2 separate regions of the Mus musculus genome follow, and region 1 is linked to region 2. The links are chromatin contacts, called in public HiChIP or PLAC-seq maps. All regions are on one chromosome and are shown on one strand. Each heading gives the region's core, a stretch centred on a gene start, on an enhancer-like site or on the middle of the called end of the contact. The rest is flanking DNA. Distances are from core to core; before and after follow the strand shown. Region 1 overlaps Pecr (peroxisomal trans-2-enoyl-CoA reductase). Region 2 overlaps Fn1 (fibronectin 1).

Region 1 (5,475 bases), core at 811-3,310, 620 kb after region 2:
CCTGGTGCTTGCAGAGGCCAAAGGAGGGTATCAGCTCCCCAACTTAAAGATGGTTGTGAGCCACCATGAAGGTGTTGGAGATTGACCCAGATCCTCTGAAAGAGCAGAAGAACAGCCTGTGTTTTTATTTTCTGGGGATTTGTTTTGTCGTTTGAAAAAACTAGGACACTGGACTATCTGATTTTATTGTTTGATATTTTGTTGTTTTTGTTTTGAGACAGGGCCTCTCTCTATAGCCTTGGCTGGTCTGGGAACTCACAGAGATCTCCTTGCCTTTGCCTCCTGAGTTCTGGGGTTAAAGGTAAGTCTCTCTATACCTGGTCTGGACTATCTGATTTTATAAGACCCTTCCAACGCCACATCCAATCGTGTGTAATATTGTTATTGACTTGAATTTATGAAAGCAAATTTAGTTTTCAAGCCAAGCATTGTTGCACAGACCTGTAATGGGAGGCTGAGGTTAGCCTGGGCTACACAGTGAGAATCTGCTTCAATAAGATAAAATAAACTTGCTTCTTTTTATGGGGCTGGAGAGATGGCTCTGTGGTTAAGAGCACTACCTGCCCTTCCAGAAGTCATAGGTTCAATTCCCAGCAACCACATGGTGGCTCACAATCATCTGTAATGAGGTCTGATGCCCTCCTCTGGCATGCAGGTGTACATGCAGATAGGGCATTCATATACATGAAATAATTAAAAAGAATACCATGTTACAAATAAAAGTTATTGAATCACAGAAGTTTATCATTTGATTCCAGAGAGAGGGCAAAGTCAAGTCGGACCGCCCCTCTTCCGTCTGTGCGGCACTCAGAGAGGGGGAAGAGGAAGCGAGTCTGTAACCCTTCAAGCACAGCTGGCCTTTGCCTCCGTCCTACCTTCTGTGCACTTAGAGGTTTAGATAGTTTTTGTAACAGAGAACATTTTCTTTTATATCCTATCACAAATATCAACATTTTGAAGGCCATTCGATGGCCTATAACAGAAACCCCCGCCTCTGAGGCAGTGGCTTACAACATGGAGCGTGGACAGGGAAGGGCTCGTGCCTCTTCACTTCCTGGCTGCTTACCCGGTATGCTGAAGGCGTGAGTGTACAGAGCCTGGCCTCCATCCACATTGATCAACTGTCCAGTGATATAGGAAGCCGCAGGGGACAGCAGGAAACATACCAGAGGGGAGATCTAGGGAAAGAAGAGAATATATCCATACATAGGAGACAAGGAAAAAGGAAAGACTCTTCTCCATGCCTGGGAGCCCGGAACTCCTGAGTAAGCACATCTCTGCCCACAGGACTGCATCACCAATCCTCGCGCACGTGCAGCACGATTTGACAGCACAGAGACAGTGTGGACAAAAGGGAAGTCAGGTAACAACCAGGGCAGAGGCGACAAGGTGTGGACAAGCAGCAGACAGTGGCAGGCAAACAGCAATGGTATAAGAAGCCACAGGTAAACACGGCGGTTTCCTGCTTCAACAGTTAATTCCCTTCTGAGGCCCTGCTTGTCTTCTACAACTCTGATTTGTCATGGCGGTCACATGCTTCTCCCACCTCGGTCCCAGATACAGTTAAGTGTGTCCATGGCCCTGTCAGGCCCAAAGCACCGCTGTGCGGATCACAGGAGCTTCCCACCAGCGGGACTTCAAGGTCCCCATCACATCCTCCCAAACGTAGTCGCTTGGCGAGGTTTTAAAGAAACTTCACAAACCAACAGAATTCATTTTACTGATGGTAAGTGGAGCAGAGTCTCACAGGGGTGGTGACCCTAAGCGCATCCCACTCCTGGCTTCTGTACTGGGCACTGAAACAAAAACAAGGGATGGGGAGCGAACAGCCTGGGTTTGATCAGGTCCCACGGAGGGTAGGTGTCAGAAACCACCCAGGACAGACTAAGCACACAAATGAGTGTCCTGGAGATGGCTCACCATTTTGCACGGCTTTTGACGGGTGAGCTTTAACATGCAAGGTCACCAAAGATTTCATCTCGGGATTGCCTCTTGCTGATGACACATTTTCCCTGCCACTATTACATAGCCTAATGATCCCTGGGCATCGACCCACCCTACTGGGCAAACTTCCTGAAGATCAACATGACTATGGACTTTCACGTAGTAAGGCTGTATAGACGAATTGATGATTTTTCACAATTTCCGATAATGATTTTATATAATTTTTAAGTTGATACAAGTAATCTCAAGCCCCATATAGAACAAAGTGGCAAACAGAGCTCTGCAAGCCTTCAGTGTCATGGGCTAATTGCACTAGCTGGCTCAGAGTAAATCTGCAAACAAGGAAAAACCTTCACTGTAGGCCAGGTCCACGGATGAAGCCACAGGTGAGCACTCTGATACAGCAAGGCCATGGGGAGCTAACTGTCGCTCTGAATGAGCATGCAGAAGAACCACTCATGATGAGCTCACAGAATGAAACACTGCTTTGAACTGTCAACATCCTTTTGTAACTCCCCTGTTGCGTAACATTCTATCTATGAGATAATTCTATAAAGAACTTATGTCTAAGAAGGTATAAACTGCCAGAGAAAAGAAATAAAGTGTGGCATTTGGAGTCAGTCCCTTCCACCAAATGTATGTATGTATATAAGTATGCATTAACACTGGTGGAATTGTTGAGACAGGTGGTCAGGCCCGGCCAAAGTGCGTCTGTGTGTGTCTGTGTGTGTGCTTGATTTCTCGCTTTCTTCCTCTCTTCTCTCTCGGGCTCACAAAAAGTTAACAAACTCCAAGCCTCTTGCCTGGCCTGCCAGAGGCCCTTGAGCCAGGGAGATACCAAACCTTTTTTCTAATTCTCCTGCTGCTATCAGTTGGAATCAAATTATCAGAAATCAGTGGCTTTTGACCTGAGAATAGCAAAGAGTTATAGGAAGAGAAACATTACCAAAAGCAAGCAGCTCTTGGCCACACAACAGCAAAGAGTTAAAGTTAGAAGAATTGCCAAAAGTAGGTGGCTTTCAGCCATAGAATAGCAGAGTTCTCTGCCAGTGCCTGACAAATACAGAAGTGGATGCTCACAGCCATCCATTGGATATGGAGCACAGGGTCCCCAATGAAGGAGCTAGAGAAAGTACCCAAGGAGCTGAAAGGGTTTGCAGCCCTATAGGAGGAGCAACAATATGAACTAACCAGTAACCCCCAGAGCTCCCTGGGACTAAACCACCAACCACAGAACACACATGGTGGGACTCATGGCTCTAGCTGCATATGTAGCAGAGGATGGCCTAGTTGGTCATCAATGGGAGGAGAGGCCTTGGTCCTGTGAAGGTTCTATGCCACAGTATAGGGGAATGCCAGGGCCAGGAATTGGAGTGGGTGGGTTGGTAAGCAGGGGGAGAGGGGAGGGTATGGGGGGTTTTCGGAGGGGAAACAGGAAAGGGGATAAAACTTGAAATGTAAATAAAGGGAATATCTTAATAGCAGAGTTAAAGTTAAAGACAGAACTGCCAGAGATAAAGCAAGCAGCTTTGGCCCTGGTCGCTGACTCCATGGCCCTTAGCTGCCTTCCTCGGGAAACCGGGTGCCAGAATAAGTCCCAGCAGGTAGGAGAGAAGCAGCTCCATGAGCTGGCTTCTGACCTCCACATGTGCACCACAGCACAAGCATGCCTGTGCACACACTCTGGTGTACACACACACACACACACACACACACACACACACACCCCACTGGTTGCAGCTGGTGTGAAAGCTTTGCTGATCTTAGACTCAGCACATAATTGAGCAGAGTTTGTCCCCAGTTCTGCATCTCACAGTAGCTGTGCCAGTAGTTTGTTAAAGTCTTGATGGGCGTTCCTTCAGGGGATTTTAAAAGTCAAAGCCATCATCACCGTGTTGGAATTTTATTCACAGGCTCAAAGCAATGGTTGGAGAATGGCTGGAGCCTCAGTATGGGTCACGGCAAGAAGTCAAAGGTGGGGCCGGCAAGGCGGCTCAACCAGTACAGAAGTTTGTCGCGAAGATCGCTCATCTAGATACAACCACTGCGACCTCCCATGGAAGGTGAGGACAAACACCGGAGCACTGTCCTCTGACCACCACATGCTTGCTCTGTCACACAGGCAACTCAAGAATACATAACTGTGGCTGGGTTTGGTGGTGCATACCTTTAATCCCAGCACTTGGAAGGCAGAGGCAGGCGGATCTCTGTGAGTTTGAGGCCAGCCAAAGCTACACAGTGAGACCCTATCACATAAAAAAAAAATTTAAGGAGTGTTAAAAATGTTTCTAAAGAATATGAACTATATTAGTATTGGAGGCACCAGCAGTCATGATATTCTGGCGCAGATAATCATGGGAATGGGTTGGGGTGAGTGCAGTCTTTCTAGTGTTATAGGTGATAAAACAAGACATGATACAGGAAGTGTGCACATGCGCACACACCCACCACAACCACCCTAAGAGCTTTTGCTGCCCAGAGAAGTCCACTGGCCATCATAAGAATATGTGATTAAACTAACTGAACAGCCATTTAAAAATTGCATTTCTTTTATACTTTATGTGCTTGAGTACTTTGCCTGCACATACATATGTGCACCACATACCACGTGACTGGTGCCTGCTGAGATAATGTATTAACGTTTTTGACAATGTCATGTATGTACATAATTTTGGTCACTCTCGCCATTACTGTCTCGCATCTCTCCCCTACTTCCACTGAGCCTCCGCAAGCACCTTTTTTATTTACATAAAGGAAGGGAGGCTATTGCCGCAAACAGAAACAACTGGGAATGTTTGTTTTCCATGACAAAAGTCAAGCTTGCAAGTGGAAATGGAATTCTGGGGAGGCTCAGGCTGCCATGCTAAACTTTGATTCAAGCAGCAGGTAGAGACATAAAGAGATGTGTCCTTTCAAAGTTACAGAACGAGCTGTGTCAACATCTAGATGCAAAGGAGCTCCTAAAGACAATAAGTTATGCTACAAGTTAAATAGACCCAAGATCCCAGTGTGACAGGAAGGCTCAAGTACAGAGCACAGAAAGTTCATGACATCAGGTTCGCTCTGACTTTAAAGAAATTGTTGGGGTTGGGGTGTAGCTGAACTGGTGGGGTGCTTGTCTAGCATGCACAAGGCCCAAAGGCAATCTCTAACAGCAAATAAAGCAGGTGTGGCGGCAGCAGCCTGTAACGCCAGCAGCAGCCTGTAACGCCAGCACATAGGGCACCTAAGCAAGGGGGTCAGAAATACAAGGCGCTCTGTTACAGATCAAATTCGGGACCAGCTCAGAGACAGGAGACCCGGTCTCAAAAAACAAAAACAACATAAATAAATCCTAATTACAGGCTGGATTAAAACAGATTAGCTGGGCAGTGGTGGCAGACACCTTTAATCCCAGCACTTGGGAGGCAGAGACAGGCGGATTTCTGAGTTCGAGGCCAGCCTGGTCTACAGAGTGAGTTCCAGGACAACCAGGGCTACACAGAGAAACCCTGTCTCAAAACAAAACCCAAAAAAACCCCAAACCATGTT
Region 2 (5,475 bases), core at 2,309-4,808:
TCCACACCCCTCTACCACTCTCCCCTCCCGCCTGGCTGCTAGCCTTCCCTGCCCTGTTCTAAGCTTCAACCCACTGAGCTGCTCATCATTCCTGGGTACCATGCTCCTGCCTTCTCCCTATGGCTCCCCACTCATCTGAAATGGTCTGCCTTGCCTGTCTTCCCTCATAGCTCTCATATGCTCTGTGTGTGGCCTTTCCTCTTCCTGAGAGACCCCTGAAGACCCACAGGGGATATCCTGCCTTCTCTAAAACTTGGCTCTCAGGAGGACACCCTGGAGAGCTACGGATTTCCTAAGTTATCCCTCTTCCTGGGTGTCGGTGCTCAGCAGAATTCCTTAGGATGTCTGTTTGTTTTCCTAGAAGCAACCAATCCTCACAAGTTTCCTCGGATAGTTAACACAACAGATTGTGCTAGCTTCTCTTTTAGAAATCTGGCTTTTGAAGGTCAGAGTCCGTATGGCAGCGGAAGAGCTTCTAGAATGAATCTAGCCTCTTCCCCCAGCGCTGACGAGCACAAATACCCAAAGAGAACTCAGACAGAGGACGCCAATGGTGTCAAGGCCCACCATACAGAAGGACGGCAAGGCCCTCCTAGAAGAGGTTGTTTCGTTTAACAGTGTTTCTCAAACCCTTTAATAGTGAAACACCTCGGTATATTAGTGATGCCATAAAAATAGTTAACACGTATTGTTTAATCCCAGTTAGCTCAGTTAATCCTTCATGTAGTTCAGTCGACTGACATTCGTAACTGTTCTTCCTCTGCCTTATGGCCAATAGCTGTTTTTATCGATGATAATTGGATAATGTAGAGATCATCAAATGTAACCTTGTTTGCTTTCACAAGGATTAATTAGGTCCAGATAAACTCGTCAAAAGGGGAAAAAAATCTAATTACTATTGCCTGAATGACTGACTGCTAAGAGGCTAAGTAACAAGGCTGGACTATCACACAGTAAAAGCTAGATGGAAACCCAGAGCGCAATAGCGGGAAGGTACCACCCACAAGAGCTGCACTTCCTTCTTCCGATGTGTGTGTGCATGAGAGACAGCATCTTTTTTTTTTTTTATTTTTTTTTAAAGATTTATTTATTTATTACATGTAAGTACACCATAGCTGTCTTCAGACACACCAGAAGAGGGCGTCAGATCTCGTTACGGGTGGTTGTGAGCCACCATGTGGTTGCTGGGATTTGAACTCTGGACCTTCGGAAGAGCAGTTGGGTGCTCTTACCCACTGAGCCACATTGAGCAGGTTTGACTAGAACTCACTACGTAGCCAAGGCTGACTCTGGACTTCTGATCCTCCGTCCCTCTACTTCCTGATCCCTGGAATCGCAGGCACAACACACCCTCCTTTTATTTAGTGATGGGGAACCAGAACCAGGGCTTTGCGCATGGTTGGCAAGTGCTCCGACCCCTTCCTCAGACTCTGACCAAGCATCCAAGATACATACAAATACCTTTCTTTGTTTTAGTTATTCTTTTAAATTTATATAATAATTATTGGGGTGTTTTGGGAGGGTGCTGGGAACTGAACCCAGGGCTTGAGGATTCCAAGTACATACCACACATTCACTCACTATTGCTTGTCCATGTGAGGGAGGGTGCATGCACATTATCTATGTGCGCATGCGTGTGGAGAGCTTGTGCATGTAGAAGGCAGGGATTATGCCCAGAGCCATCTTGTTTTCTATGACACCATCTTTCACAAACCTAGAACACAACTTCCCCCAACTCCCCCAAGAAAAGTGGGCTGGCCAGCCACACCATCTCACTAACCTGGAACCACCCCCACACTTCCAAAGTAGTGTAAGCTGGCTGGTCTGTAATCCCCAGGTATCCTCCTGCCTCCACCTTCTTGGTGCTGGGATAACACCATCACACTTGGATATTTACTTTGGTTCTAGACTGAACTCTGAGTCTCATGCTCATAAGCCAAAGCCTATACTAATAGAGCCATGACCAGAGTACACTATGCTTTCCAACCCAGCCCTCTGTGCTAAAGGCACGTCTCAACTTCATTCCACTCAACTTTGTTCACAATATAGAATGAATATTTTTAAACAGTTATGTGAACGATTCCAGCTTCTTAGCTGAAACGCTATAAATCACCCTGGCGTGGAGCTGTCCCCGGTCCCAGCGCCTCACCGGCTGAAGCACTTTGTAGAGCATGTCGCTCACACTTCCACTCCCCTCTGCCATTGCCTGTGCAGACACACTGAAGCAGGTTTCCTCGGTTGTCCTTCTTGCTCCACGTGTCTCCAATCCTATAGGATGTCCGGGTGTCCTGATCGTTGCATCTGTCTGTTTCAGGAGAGAAGCATTGAATATAGAAGTTATCTAGTAACCGACACGCAGCCATCCACACTAAGATGGGAATGCTGCAGTTGAATGCTTCTGAGTGGCTGTTGTTGGTGTTAGTACATCCTACCCAGTGCTGGTGATGCATATATTAAAATTCAGATACCCGGTTCGTTACAGTACAGCCCTACCTCTCCATTTGCCAAAGGAAAAAAAGAAAAAATACTATTCAGTGTCTTTTATTGATTAAAAAAAATTAAGATTTTCTACATTGGTTCTTTGACTCAATTAATTATCTGGCAATCTACTCTTTACTCCTCAGTGTCTTCCAGACCTTTTTCTGTAATTACAGCCCATGGCCCTCCTTTCAATAAACAATAAGGAGGCAGGTCTCTTCCGACTGCCCCAGGGAAGCTAAAAAGTTAACCACACCAATCTCTCCACTTGTTATGTAAAAGTATTCCTGTGGAAAAACAACTTCTCTGGCTAGAAGGTTCTCTTTTCTTGCCCCACCCAAAACCACCTGTTTTACAATTACAAAGTCACCCACGTGGTTAACCCCAGCGTCTGGGAGGTAGGAGCAGGAGTGTTAAGAGCCCAAGGTCTCTCTCAGCAACACAGTAAGTTCTAGGCCAGCCTGGGCTTATGAGAATCCTCCCTGTATAATAGTAATTGTAATAATAACAGTGACAATAACCAATAGCAACGACAAAATGGCTTATCCCACGGTTAAAAGGTCTCTTCTGGAGTTAAGGATGCTGTCTCTTATTATCCTTGTAAAAAGCTGGCCCCAGGCATCCTTCTTCCCTCCCGCTTCTAAGATTGTCTTGAAGTCTTAATTGCTGCTTCTGCCTTCAAAGTTCCATTTAGAATTTCAAACTAACAACAGCCTTGGAATTTGCTGAAGCATGAATTTTAAAACGCATGCAAAAAAAAAAAAAGTCAAATCTAGATATCTTGAATGTGTTTTGTTTATCCAGCTTAAACTAGTAATTAAAAATACCACCCAAGTTCAAATTCTTTGCCACACAAAAATAAGTCATGGAAAAAGATCAAATGTTTCCCCCAAACTTATAGGATCCTTAGATCTTTTGATTTAAAACTGTGATGAGCTTCAGTCTTCCAAGTCGTTTGTGGCAGTATTTTCATTGAAGACAAATTAGACATCTAATTCTGAGCCACTGAGCTGGCTTAGTGAGTAAAGAACCTTGCCACCAAACCTGACAACCTGAGGTCACTGCACCCTGCGCGGTCCAAACTGTCCTTTGCCCTCCACATGCACACTGTGGCGTGTGTGCCTCCCACCTCCACACACAAAATAAACACATGTAGAAAGAAATCTAATTCAGACTCTTACCTATCATTTAAAACCCTTCTGACAGCATGCAAAGTTTCTCAAACAAATAGCATGTGATCAACAAAATTTTATAAGTACTTACTTTGTATGTGGCAATATGGGGAGGGAAATACGAACTGGGCATCAGCCTTCAGAGAACACTTAGTAGGTCAAAGATGAGGAAGGCTCATGTATTAATCACTTACAAAGCTCAGCATTAGGAGTTTCAAGAGATACTGATTCAAAGATACTGAAAACAGGTTCAGGTTTGACAACACTGTTAGCTGGGGTCTTGGACCTCTGTTCTTGTGTGTCTATGCATTTGCCTGAATCAATGGTTGATTTTTTTTTCCTGACACTGCAAATGCAGCAATATTTAAGTCACAAAGTTAGACCCTTACTGCCCACATTGTAGCGTAAGAGCAAGGATGGGTTATAATTTAACAGTCTCTCTGCCCAATCGATGAACAAACAACACACAGAAATTCATTCCACTTTCCTATTTGAAGGATAATACTGGGCACGGACTCATTTCCACTAGGTTCTTGTTTAGAGTCAGTAAACCTTATTTAAACTTCAAACATAGAAGGAAATCCGAACATGGGGTAGAGCCTTTTATTTCCAATCGCTCCCCCAGGTCAAAGGATTCATTTACATGCTACTTTAGGGATTTAATTGTCCTCGGTACCAGAAAGGTATCTCTGAGATAATTCCCAGATCAAGGAAGACCCATCCAGCAAGCGAATACCACTAAGGCTCTTTTCATTTTTACTAGCTGACTGCCTAAGGCAGGGTTGAACTGAGAACTGCCTTTCCTAGTTATTGAGTGTCCTCTGAAGAAGCAGAAGGTGATGGTTATACAGTTTTTCTGGACATCTTATGATACCACAGAGTCACCAAGGCATCACAACTCTCTCTAGGGATCCAGAAGCAACAGTGGGCTGCATTGTCAACAGAAAAGAGCTAAACCTACTTCTGGAGGTACAGGTGATGCGTCCATTGCCTTCGCCTAGACAAGTACAGTCCACCATCATCCAGCCTTGGTAGGGCTTTTCCCAGGTCTCCCCCACGACGTAGGACGTCCCAGCAGCATGATCAAAACACTTCTCAGCTGGAGAAGAAATGGGAAAGCAAAAAGAAAGGAGGAAGAGCGATTTAAAATGATAGCGTCTCCCTATAATTTACAGTGTAGCATGGAATCAAAACCCCAGCCACATTTCTTAAAGTGGCACTCTGTTCAGATGAGCAGGCACGCCCTGCAGCTAAGCACGGAGCAAGAAGCCGGAGCAAGAGGAAGCCCCAGCCTTGCTGCAAGTAAATTCTGTTGTCCTAATGAGTACACAGACCGGATTTTTCTGCCTGTCCCAAGCTTCCCACTAACATTTCAAGTGGAAAGAAATGCAAGTCTTTACCCTGTGGGAGACGACCCTATGCAAAATCCCAACCTTTCTCTTTTAACTCATTAATTCAGTCCTGGGAATTGAACCCAGAACCTTATGTTAGCCTCAGCAAGTGCTCTCTACCACTGATCTGTGTGTCCCTAAACTAAACCACTATAAAATATGAACGACTTACAAAGAATGAGAGGAGCGCTCTTTAAATTTTAGACTAATGTAAAAAACAAAAACAAAACAAATTTGAAAAAACACACGTCTGACTTGGAGATCTAAGAAAGAGAACCCAAAACTTTGGGCTTCAGAGTACAACCAAGGCTAAGACAAAAAAACAGAAAAAATAAATAAAACAAACCAACAAAAATCCCCCACAACCTTTAATGTTTGTTTTTAAGGAAATTGCCAAGGTGTGACCGGAGCCACGTGGCATTTTGTGCTTTAAC

Evidence for each region. HiChIP or PLAC-seq counts read pairs in DNA pulled down with a chosen protein or histone mark.
Region 1: an H3K27ac HiChIP or PLAC-seq map of hepatocytes shows a contact between it and region 2, with 5 times the contacts expected there. The contact joins two enhancer-like sites. A contact is called at or near these places in 2 of 39 promoter capture datasets (cranial neural crest and liver) and 2 of 115 datasets of contacts at active chromatin or transcription factors (embryonic stem cells and hepatocytes).

What each region holds. Positions count from the first base shown.
Region 1 is chr1:72,260,886-72,266,360 of GRCm38.p6, forward strand. It overlaps Pecr (peroxisomal trans-2-enoyl-CoA reductase), which reads right to left. Exons shown (of 8, transcript NM_023523.6): 7 at 1,067-1,178. D230017M19Rik (RIKEN cDNA D230017M19 gene) reads left to right here. Exons shown (of 4, transcript NR_155355.1): 2 at 3,858-4,007. Among named protein-coding and RNA genes, the nearest start is that of Gm25939, 8.6 kb to the left of the region's middle. Within about 2 kb of position 2,061, at least 2 of the 459 cell types and tissues checked have an H3K27ac peak or open chromatin away from gene starts, as enhancers often do. A contact at or near this core is called in hepatocytes, where this site is marked.
Region 2 is chr1:71,643,398-71,648,872 of GRCm38.p6, forward strand. It overlaps Fn1 (fibronectin 1), which reads right to left. Exons shown (of 46, transcript NM_010233.2): 5 at 4,612-4,749; 6 at 2,150-2,305. Among named protein-coding and RNA genes, the nearest start is that of Fn1, 7.1 kb to the right of the region's middle. Within about 2 kb of position 3,559, at least 10 of the 459 cell types and tissues checked have an H3K27ac peak or open chromatin away from gene starts, as enhancers often do. A contact at or near this core is called in hepatocytes, where this site is marked.